Regions from separate parts of the Sus scrofa genome. Here region 1 is linked to region 2. A link is a contact called in public Hi-C data. All regions are on one chromosome and are shown on one strand. Each heading gives the region's core, a stretch centred on a gene start, on an enhancer-like site or on the middle of the called end of the contact. The rest is flanking DNA. Distances are from core to core; before and after follow the strand shown. Region 1 overlaps LOC100512907 (a long non-coding RNA gene). Region 2 holds the start of SOX4 (transcription factor SOX-4).

What was found. A called contact is a pair of places that touch in the nucleus more often than the background predicts.
Region 1: a Hi-C map of mesenchymal stem cells shows a contact between it and region 2, with 6 times the contacts expected there. The contact joins the enhancer-like site here to the promoter of SOX4 in region 2. A contact is called at or near these places in 3 of 47 Hi-C or Micro-C datasets (embryonic fibroblasts, fibroblasts and mesenchymal stem cells) and 1 of 2 datasets of contacts at active chromatin or transcription factors (skeletal muscle).

The regions. Positions count from the first base shown.
Region 1 is chr7:17,241,906-17,247,300 of Sscrofa11.1, reverse strand. All of the region lies in intron 5 of LOC100512907 (a long non-coding RNA gene), which reads right to left. Among named protein-coding and RNA genes, the nearest start is that of PRL, 220 kb to the left of the region's middle. Within about 2 kb of position 2,715, at least 22 of the 83 cell types and tissues checked have an H3K27ac peak or open chromatin away from gene starts, as enhancers often do. A contact at or near this core is called in embryonic fibroblasts, where this site is marked.
Region 2 is chr7:16,883,762-16,889,318 of Sscrofa11.1, reverse strand. SOX4 (transcription factor SOX-4) reads right to left here and starts at 2,485. Exons shown (of 1, transcript XM_013977467.2): 1 at 1-2,485.

The sequences.
Region 1 (5,395 bases), core at 1,466-3,965, 360 kb before region 2:
TTAACGCACACTGCTTACCTAACACAATAAACCACCACCAACACAATCAGCACAGCAGAAAAACCTACAGGGAGATTGTGAAATTAAGTTGAGATAGAGCCACATCAAGAATTACAACTTGACCATTAAATATCATGTTTATGTTACTGTTACAGAAAAAAGTCAGGATTCAAAATGTTCCACAAAGTTGAGCCCACTTACATAAAAATGCACATACACATAAGCACACAGAAATACTGAAAGGCAATAAATCCAAATTCTTTCTATGTTATACAACTATCAAGTGTTTTTATTTTCATTTGGAGGCGTTTCCTCTATTTTCCAAGTTTTCTACAATGAGTGTGAATTACAAAATAATTCAAAAGTATATTTAGGTATTGAAAAACCGAATAAACATTTTATGCACAAACGACACTTGGAGAGAGCTGTGCATAGGAAGTGAAAAATAGTTCCCCCTCCAAGCTGCCTTAATCCCCAGCTGTGAGGACATTTCCCTTCTAAACCTGAGACTATGCACGACCCTAAAGATGATGCATAGGATTGTCCCCCTCACATGTCATTATCTACGAGAAGGGAATTTTAGAAGTCCTTTCCACATTGTTTTTTCCGGAGAAGGCAGAAGAATAAATGTTTCCTTTACTCTGGATCTTGATGTCCCTAGAAAGCCTAAATTCCAGGGAATACCTTAACTCGTCTCTTTCCTCCCTTCTTACTCTCCTCCCACCAACACCCCCTTCACCACCAGCACCATCTCTCTCTCTTTAGTACACGGCTGCCTCTTCAATGCTGCCCTCAGATCAAGATGGTAACATGGTCTTGGATTTCTTCTGTACTTTATGGAAGAGTGGTACCCTCCATTCACGAAGGAACTCAAACATTTTAAAAGTGCAACCCAATTTCAAGTGCACGTTTAGGGTAGTTACAAACACAGGCAAACAACTGCATGTGTGGTATCACAGAGAAGAGAAAGCCCACTATATCCGAAGTCAACATGATGCTCCTTTAAAATGACATGCGATGAACTGCTTTCTCAGAGCAAACACTCAGTCCATGCCAGGGCTGGGGCAGGAAGCAGAAGCCAGCAACAGCCCACCACTGGAGAGGGGGAAACGGTGGTGATAACTCTAAATGTGAAAGAGAGAGGCTTGACATTTTTCAATGACCAAACCAGGCAATTAAAACATTAAATGTGAAATCTGAGGCACTGGAAATTTCCTAATATGGTAAAAGGGCTGAGTTTCCCAAATGGTGTTTTCTCATCTTTCAGCATATCAAAGAGCATGCCAAAACCCCAAAGAAACATTTCCATTTTGAAAACAAAAATAAACCACACACATCCACATTCTATTAATAGTGTTGTGTTGCCTTAACGACCTTGCATCCTTAGGGGGAGAGAAAAAGTCACCGTTTATGCAAATTTTAACATAAGTGAAAACTTCCATACAAAAGCAACTGGACCAGTGGGGGTGAGTTAGGAGGGACTGGGGTAAAAGCAATCAAATCCCTTCCATGTTTTCCTTACTGGAGACCAAATGTTATATTCCTCGTGGTCAGACTTCAAGACTTTGTAAACACATTCTACATCTTTAGCAGCATTTCTTAAGAGTGTAAGCAAGGAAAGCTGGCATTAAGACACACAGGTTCAAGCCCACTCCACCATGTTGGAGATCCAAGACAGAGGGACCCAGCTTAGAACTGAAAACCCAAGCAGACTGTCCAGAAGTCAAAGACCTGTCAAAGTTCTCAAAATCCAGACTATCAATTCCTGCTCCTGCCACCAGGAAGAGGAAAAACGCTCTCCGGTGGCATCTTATGTGTAGAGACAGAAAAATGCCCCTGAATGTGGTTCTTTGCTTCCTCAACTCAAATACCAAGAGCTGCTGCCTTAGGTGCTCAGCCGAGTCCATCACTCGGGGTGAGAGCCATGCAAAGTACAGGACATAGAAGCTGCCCACAAGACGCCTCCATTTCTGAGGGAAGAAAAGAACACAAAACAGCGAGAGGGAACAACAAAGGATCGCTTATTCTATCCTGAAAGTGTGACCACGCAAGTAAAATGTCAGTTCAACCCCAAGTCTTTGGGAGAAAGGAGTCCTTATCGCCTGCCTGCATGGACCAGCTTAAACCTCTGTTTAAGAGAAAAGGGGTAGGATGTCTCCACCAGGGAGAATAGGAAAACCAGAGCCAGACCCACAAGCCCACCCCGATGAGGTGAGGTGAGGAGGAACGAAGAGCATGGACTCGGAACACCAACTCCGATGAAACTGGGAAGAAACGAAAGCAAAGATCACCTCTCTTACACCAGCAGATCCGAGTTCAAAGCCTAACCCGCTAAGTCTGTGCACTGGGCATGCTCATTGTTGACCTGCTTTTCTATTCCCCTGCACAAGCATTTATCCCATACTGTCTGGCAGAAGCTCTTCCTTACAGTTCTATAAGCATTTATCACAACAACACAATTGAGTGGGGTCCTGTTATTATCCCCCCCCCCTTACAAACAGGGAAACCAAGGGAGCAGGTAGTCGGATACTTTGAAGGTGACAAAGTTCTAACTCAAACCTGGGGGATATGGCTTCCAGCATCTGAGCTCCAAAGTGCTTTGCTGCCTCATCTACGAAATGCTTTCTTTTCCAGGCCATGGTGTTGATGCAGTGACATGTGGTAACAGCACCCAGCACAGTGCCTGACATTTAGCAGAGGCTGAGTCATCTCCCTCCTCCCACTGCTCCCTGACTCCCTCTCACCACTCTGTGGAAGGCTGGAGGCAAGATTCTGCACACAGATAAAGGCAGCTGTGCCAACGTCAGTGTGCAAAGGCCCAGGGGCTCCGGGGCAAGCCAGCAAACCACCCTCTGTCTTTATGCCCTGAGGCCTGGAACAAGAGCTCTAACTCCAGCAGAGATGCCCAGCATTTCCAGACAGGAGCTGCCTCTACTTATTACAAACTGCATTCAAGGCATGGGCTTTGGAGACAAGCCTGGGGGAAACTGAAAGACTTCTGATTTCTATACTAGGAGCTGAATATGTAGATGTCAACACCAACACCACACCACACACACACACACACACACAAAAACACCTAACACTTACACCATACCCACCACTGAGGGAAAATGACCTACTTTCCAGAACTTTCCATTGCCTAGAAACTCCCAGTGTCTGCATCAAACTGCAGCTCTCTTTAAGGCAGTCCAGACAGTGATGGTGAGCTAAAGGACAGAGTCCTGAGTCCCTTTTGAAAATTATTAAGAACAAATTAGGCCCAGGGGCCCTGGGGAGCCTGTGTCATAAAACATGAGAAAATTGTGTCTTCCAGTCCTCTGGCAGTATTTTCATGAACTAGTGACAACTGAATAGAAGATAGAGATTATTTTTGTATCTTGACCTTAGTCTAAAATGCTATTGAGAAAGCTGCACCTTACCAGTTAAGGGACTTACCTAGCTGTGAAATAGTGACCCACGCAGTATAGGAAGTTTAATACATTCAAAAAGTTCCAAGTGCACAACCAGTACAATTTACTAAAGTAAGAGGCGACCAGGCGGGGATGCTGCCTACACACTTGCTCACTTTTTCGTCCATTAACAAAAAGTTCTATTTTATGCCAAGGCAACATAAGAATATTATTTTATTGCACCAAGAATGCCACCACCATGAAGCATGAGAGCTGTTGTTCTGACCCTAAAAAGGAGCTAACGTGGTTTAAAAGTAATTAAGAAGGAAAGCTGACTCTCTGTGTTTTGCACCTCGGTCAGCGTGGCTACTGGGTTCCCTGCAGCCTGCCAAAGTCGGCAAAATGACAGTGCTTGTAACCACCCGATTTCTAAAACTGTAAGCTTCTATTGTGAAGAAGCTTGATTTTCTGCTTTAGAAATCCATCACCTGCCGGTCGGTCCTCGTGGCATATTGCTAAGAGACACCACAAAGGGCCCAGGTGCACACATGGGGAATCAAGTTCTTCTCTCCTTTTAATTACAGGTCGGCAACCGTCAGGGGGATGGTGGAGAAACTGCCTCCCTAAAACGTTCATTAGAGATGGCAATTTGCTAGCGGGGAAACAAAAACGGCCTCCTTCAACTCACTCATCTGCAGAAGCCCCCCCCCCCCAACCCCAAGGTGAATTATGCCTCTGTAATCACACGCTGGCCACACTGAGGCTCTGGGCTCAGCCCAGAACGCTTCCAGAGGGGAGGCAGGGACAGAAAAGCAGAGGTCACAAGGAAAGAGCAAGCCCTGAAGAAAGCGTTCAGACGTCCCGAACCTGTGCGAACAGTTCCTTCTACTTCCTGTTTAAGCTGTTACCCACCCCGCAGGAGGGACAGTTGTTATCTTAGTAATTTCAAAAGCTATTAAGTGAGGATGAAGGAGGGAGCTAAGGAAGTGAGGTGGGAGGGAAGGAGTTTCTCTGTTTGTGTGCATGTGTGCGTGTGTGCGTGCGTGCGTGTGTGTGTGTGTGTGTGTGTTGTGAGTCAGCAAAAGCCGGAAGCCTGACAAAAGACTTCAAACAACAAGCTGGAAAGGAGGACAATAGCTTCCACCCCCAGACAGTGAGAAATTGCATTATCCTAAGGGATCGCGGCCACCCGTGCTCAGTGCAGATAAGTGAGGAGCTCTCTGTTCTGGCCAATAGGAGCCAGGCAGCCGCAGCTGCTCGCGGAAGCCCTGGGTGGCCTCCGTCCCAGCCGCTCCAAATGGTTTCAAGGCAAAAGCACTGCAGCTGGGTGGTGCTCAGAAGCTCAGGGGGTGGGAGGGGAGGCTGACAAAGTGGAGGCTGGCAAGTTGCACCCCCCACCCCCCCACACGCCAGGTGCTCTAAATCCCCTCTCCCGCTTAGGGAAACCACACACAGGTCTCCAGGCTGACTCCTCAGGCAGCTGTGTCAGAGCCTGCCTCCCCATCATTCCACAGCACACAGTGAAACGGTGCCTCAGAGACGGCGGACCCTATGGGGAAACTTCCCCGCCACACAGTTCTTCGTGCTCCAGGAGCAAGAGGATAATTAATGCCACTTGGCCAAAGAGAGGGGCATTCCAAATGCAGTCATCAAGGAGACTGAAGCCTCGCCACACAACCTACACTGCAGACACAAAGCCCTGGAGACAAAAAAAAGACTTGGGCAAATCCGATCAGGAACTTCCATCTGCAGTAAAAAGGTGAAATTCAAAAGGGTATATTCACTATCCTGAGTGGAAAAAAAAAAAATCTTCATATTTGAGGAAAAGTGTATGAAAGTTACATCAGGGGCTAGCTCACTTCTGGAAATACTATTATTTACGGGGGAAGAATTAACTAAATAAAAAAGCATGCATTGAATATATTAATGAGTACTTGCCATCCAGTTTTACAGTATTACTTGTCACGGGTTATATTTTTAAATGTTTTCATGTCCGTGGCTCA
Region 2 (5,557 bases), core at 1,236-3,735:
TAACCCTGGGGATGTGACAAGTATCAGTTTTCCTCATCTGTGATGTGGGAACAGTAGGAACTACTTTATGTAGGGTGTTTGTGAAGGTTGAATGAGCTTGATGTACAGTAAGCCCTCAGTGAATGCTGTTGTCCTTCCCTGGCTAATTCACATTGTGAAGACACTCCCTTTAGTAGAAGCATGTTGTTCAAGAGACTAAAATTGAGGATGGCCACTGATGTGAAAAAATAATCACAGATCATAAACATGAACTATCCAAGGACCACATCAGCAATCCTATTGTCCTAATGATTTGAAAAGAAACTTCATGAAGAGCCTTGTGAAGAACGCAGCAAAGAAAATGTGCTTTCGTAGTCAGAATACATGCTAATTTAGCCATGAAAATTACCTTTGGTCTAAGGTATGAAAATTAAAATTCTACTAAAAATTGGTCTTCCTTAACACCTTAATAGTAAACTGTTTTTCTATCAGCCAATGCTAAGTGGTTAGGTAGGGCTAACCTAACATAATTTAAGTCAGCTTTCTATTCAGATCAAACTAGTGCGAGGCAGTAGATTTCTATTTATCTTGTCAAACTTTTAAAGTATGTAGGCTGGCGAGAGGCCCAGGTTGTCAGATGTAGAATTTTACTGGAAAGAACACCCTTTGGAGACATCTGACTGGACCTCTAAGGATTAACCACATGCAAGAATGTTTTTGTGGGTAAAAGCAAATAATTTTTGACCAGTAGTTACCCAAGTTATATGCTTTTTCTTTTAGAAGGAGAAACAAATCTTAAAAACAAACAAACAAATTAAAAACCCGCAGGCACTTCTTTTGCATATAACAAAATTGGGTGTGTTATCATGCTTTTCATTTTCTTTGGTATGCATACCACAACACACCCGTACATGTTATCAGTCTGACATAAAAATTACTCTAAGAGGTCTATTATTTATAAAATCAATATTTCCACAAGAATAAAAAAAAAGAATAAACACCATGTTTATTTGGGGACTTGTACCAACTAAGGATTTGAGGGTGTAGCTAGTTTGTGATAATTCAGTCAAGGTGAGTATCAATATAATTGATTATATTTCCCAAGCTGTTTATGTTTCTAGCAGTGAATATTATCAGGGAAAAGTGAAGTTAAAGCAGAGTAGTTTTGTTTATGTTTAAAGCACACAGATCTTTTTAAAGTGTGTACTAAAAAAAAAAAATAGCCACTGGCCTATTTATATTGTTAGCTGTATTTCCCATATTTCAACAAATCTAAGTAATGTCTTCAAGACATACTATTGTTATATGTCCTTAAGAGAGAACAACTGCCAATGACACTGATACCCCCATGGTTGTAAGACATCTGAGAAGTTAAAAATGAAAAAGTTCTTAGAATTAAAGAAATACATTGTTAGTAATTTCCATTGACTTTATAAGAGTTTTAGGGTATACATGAATGCACAGACTGCTGAAATAGGTTTGTTCTTATGTGTTAGTAGTCCTCTTAAAATGTAACAAAACATGTGACAAATGGCCTTTTACTAAAGTCATTTTTCTCACCAACTGAGTATGTGCACACTGGAATGTATTAGGCCTCTGAATAGCAAGTAATGAGAAAAGATTTCTGTGTTCTCACTACCTAACTTCACATGCTTTGTAACCAATTTTCCATTACTGACATTTTTTTTTCCCCAAATACCAGATACTTGGTGGCCCCTACTAAATCAGTACTCAGTGTTCCCTCTGCTGGCTTTGCAGTACATGAAGTAATTCTTAATGCTACTCTTTAAGCCACATTAACAGTAAACCAAGATAATTTTGCAAAAAAAAATTCCTGTTTTAGAATAATAGAGTAATTGTTTTTATTAGCAATGATGCTATACATTCCAAATTTTGAATTAATGTAAATATTTTTAATCTTGTTTCATTTATTAAACTAATAATGAAACTATTTGAGATGTAATATAATATCTGCTAGTTCTTTTATTCTGCTCCGCACACCTGTACAACATAAAATATCAATCCATAAAATGGTATGGGGTATAGATAGAAATAAGATTGTATCCCACTGCTTAATATATTCCTATAGCATAGTGAGGGGAAAAAAAATCTGAAGGGAAATTAGTTTAACAGATCTCTTGGATTTGCACTGATTTGCAAGATTTTGCCTGGCCTTGGTTATAGAAACTATGATTGTAGGCGCTGTTCTGACCTAACAAGTATTCAGTTCAAAGAAAATAAAGAGAAAAGAAATACTTGTCTTTGTTACTTTAGTAGATAGGGAAGAAGCCTGAGAAATTTGATGTCCTTGGCCTTTGCCAACTAAAAGGCCTCAGGCTTTTTGGTTCCATACTTTATGGCAAAGAACCCTCCATCCAAAGCTCCTTTTCTTCTCAATCCGGTAGGCAAACGTAATTTGCACTCCATTTTGGGGGGGCTGATGAAGTTGTACTAGAACTGGACTTTCCTTTGGGTTGGGGGGCATGTTGAAAATTAATGTATGGAAGTAATTCTTATTTGCAAAATATCAAAATAGGGTCTGGGGGTAAAATGAAGTCCATGAATGATTTTTACTATTAGAATGAACTGAAAGATAAAAACCCTGCATTTCTAATAACTTTTTACCATTTTCTACCCCTTCCTAATCAGTGACTGGCACCTGGTAGGTTTATGTATGCACTTCATACCAGCGCCAACTCATTTTTCCTTTCCTTTCAGTATCCTCATGAGAACAAGAAGAAAACGGGTGTTTCCACTGGGCCACGGAGATTTGAAGCATAAATACAAGCTTCTGTCTGCCCCATTTCGCGAGGCAGGAGCAGGGCACACCCACTGGGAGCCTGGGTTTGCTCTGCCACCAGCCGGCTCCCAATCCGGGGAGAAGCCGCCGCCAGGTGGCAGCGCTGAGCCTCCCTGCACTCGCATGGAGACGTGGGAAAACGTGGAGACTGTCAGACTTCTTTCTTCTCCCCCTTCCACCTCTCCCGAACCCTTATCATCCCACACTCTTCCAACGTGTTTAGGTAGCAGTTTAAATGATCAGAGGTTATAGAGTGTGTCGATGAATCTTGATGATTTTTTTTTAAATCATAAATCGAGTTTGGGGCAACGAACAGTTTTGGCCTCCTGTTCACTTGTCAAAGCTCCCAGACACTGGAGACGCCAAGGCTAGCTCCGGTTTGGGTCTAGTAAGTGAACCGGGCAGTTATCAATTACCGTGTCCGTATCTTGCTGAAGCTGCAAGTAGTTAGAAGTCTCTCTCCGAGAGCCGCTGCAAAGGAGGCGCGCTTTACTTAAGGACTGGCAACGGATACCCCTCCTCCTGGAAAGATGGTCTCAGCCAGACGCCTGACCGAGCGCAGCGACTCGGTGGCGCAGGCTCGGCGCTCTTCCTGCCCTGAGCTCGGAGAGGATTCGGCGGGGATTAATGGTGCTCAGCCGCGTTCCGCCGCGCCGGCTGAGACTGGCCTTGCGATTATGGTTACAGGGAGGAAATAAATTGGAATCGACTCAGGCTGTGCTTTTTGGAGGAAAGTCTTTCCTACTGTAAACATGTTTCAGGCGATCCTGTCAGCAGTACTTTAACACCCGTCTTCCGTTTAGGTTTACGACCGGGGAAGAAGCTGAACACACACACACACACACACACACACACACACGCCCCCGCGCCCTCGCCAGCTCCTAGCCCTCCTTTGAAGTTGCAACTGGCCGCCTCTAGCCGGGGGGTGGTTTCCCGGGTGCTCGGCTTCTACATTTCCCCTCTCCACAGGGCCAGCTGGGCCCCTGGCTATGGTGCCCAGTTCCGTCCCTGACCGGAACTGACAGCCACTCGGCCCCCTGGCTTCCCCCGCGCCTTCGCTTTGGACGCCTAAATGTTCCGTGCGCGCTGTGCGTCTGGAACCCACGCTCCGGCTGGCATGCGGCATTCGTACACCGGCTGGGCACTCCCTCCCCGGTTCCACTGAGCCGGCAGCTGCCCGATCAAGAGGGCAGAGCAGGGCGTGTGCGCGGCGGGCGGGGGGAGGAAAAGGCTGTATAGGACGAAGGGAGGTTGACAATTGGTTGCACCCAAACCTTCAAGCGTCCCTTCTCCAGGGATTTCGAAGAGGCCAGCCTGCCTCGGTGCCGCCTCCCGTGCTGTAAAGGCGAGGGAATCGTGGAGTCGCGGCACCCGGGTCCCAAGGCATGGGCACACCAACGCCCCTTGTGACTCGACCTCGGGTCTCATGTTTGGGAGGAGGAAGCTGGCAGGTAAATCAGTGGTAGAGTCTGCGCCCCAGGCGCAGTTACTTAGAAGCAGAGCATGTGTGTGGGGGTGCAGGGTTCCTGCTCGCTTTGTTTCCCCCCCTTCCCCCCGCCCCGCCCCTCCCCGGGTTCGCTTGTCTGCCTTTCCGCAGGCTACCGCGGCAGCCAGGCCCGCGGGCAGGCATTCGGGTGGGGCTGCATAGCCCCACCCCCACCCCATCCCGTGGGGCGCCCTGAAACCATCCCTGTGACCTCAGTAAGGGGGTGTGGATGGGAGCACATCCCGCGGGATCCCTACCCCCAACTCAACAGCCAAATAGAAGCAATTACAGTTGGGGCCCCGTGGGGAAAGCGGCTGATTTCACTTATGGAAAAACGCTTAAACAAGAGCAAACCTAAGCCAACGTTAGTAAACGACTTGACCTACAATTGGAGGCTGTGCGAGGGCGGGCTGGGGCGGGCGCGTCAGCCAGGGAGGGAAACCCGCTGGGGAGAGGGCTGAGGGAAGCGAAGCAAAACGTCAGATAAGAGAAGGAGAGGAAAGGGGAAGGGGGAGGAAGAAAGGCTCTTGATTGCAGAGAGGGGGGGTGGGAAGGCGCGGAGCCCGCACGGGCTGCCTGGCGACGCGGGTCAGAGGGGAAGAGAGGCGGGCACTCAGAGAGGAGCGGGCGCAGGACGCGCGGGCTCCGCCTGGCACCAGCTCTCCTTGCTCCCCGCCCTCCCCTTCCCGGATCCCCCAAGGCCCGACGTCACGTGCGGAGCAGACGGCGGCTCGTGGGGGTGGGAGGGGCGGGGTGGGGCGGCCACCGAAGAACGCGGTGCCCCAGACCGCGCCGGGCGCGCTGCACACCTGGCACTCGGGACTCGCCATCTGCTCCAAGCTCACTGCTTCTCTGGCCAGTGGTGTGGGCTTGGAGAAATACAAGGGTACTGCCTGGGGAGAGGATGGCCTTGAGTCAGCCGAGGCAATGAAGTCAGTCAATCAATGTTTATGGTGCTCCTACTGTGTGCGGAGCATCTCCTCCAGCTGCTGGGCTCAGGAACGGCACCACCTGTTCTATAGCGTGTGTTATACATTGTAACAGTGCAAACGATAATCTGTAAGCAAATTCGACCAAGTACCGTTGAGGCAGTTTGAGAGTTTGGAGAGGTGTCGGGTCTGGCAGTATAAGGTATGAAAGTTTTATGATTTTTCTCGGCCTTCTTAAGTATGGGTGACACAGACAGACAGACACACACACCCATGCTTCCTGCCCCACCTTCTGACAACACAGAGATCAAAATTAACTATAACAGGAGTTCCCATAGTGGCGCAGCTGAAATGAATCCGACT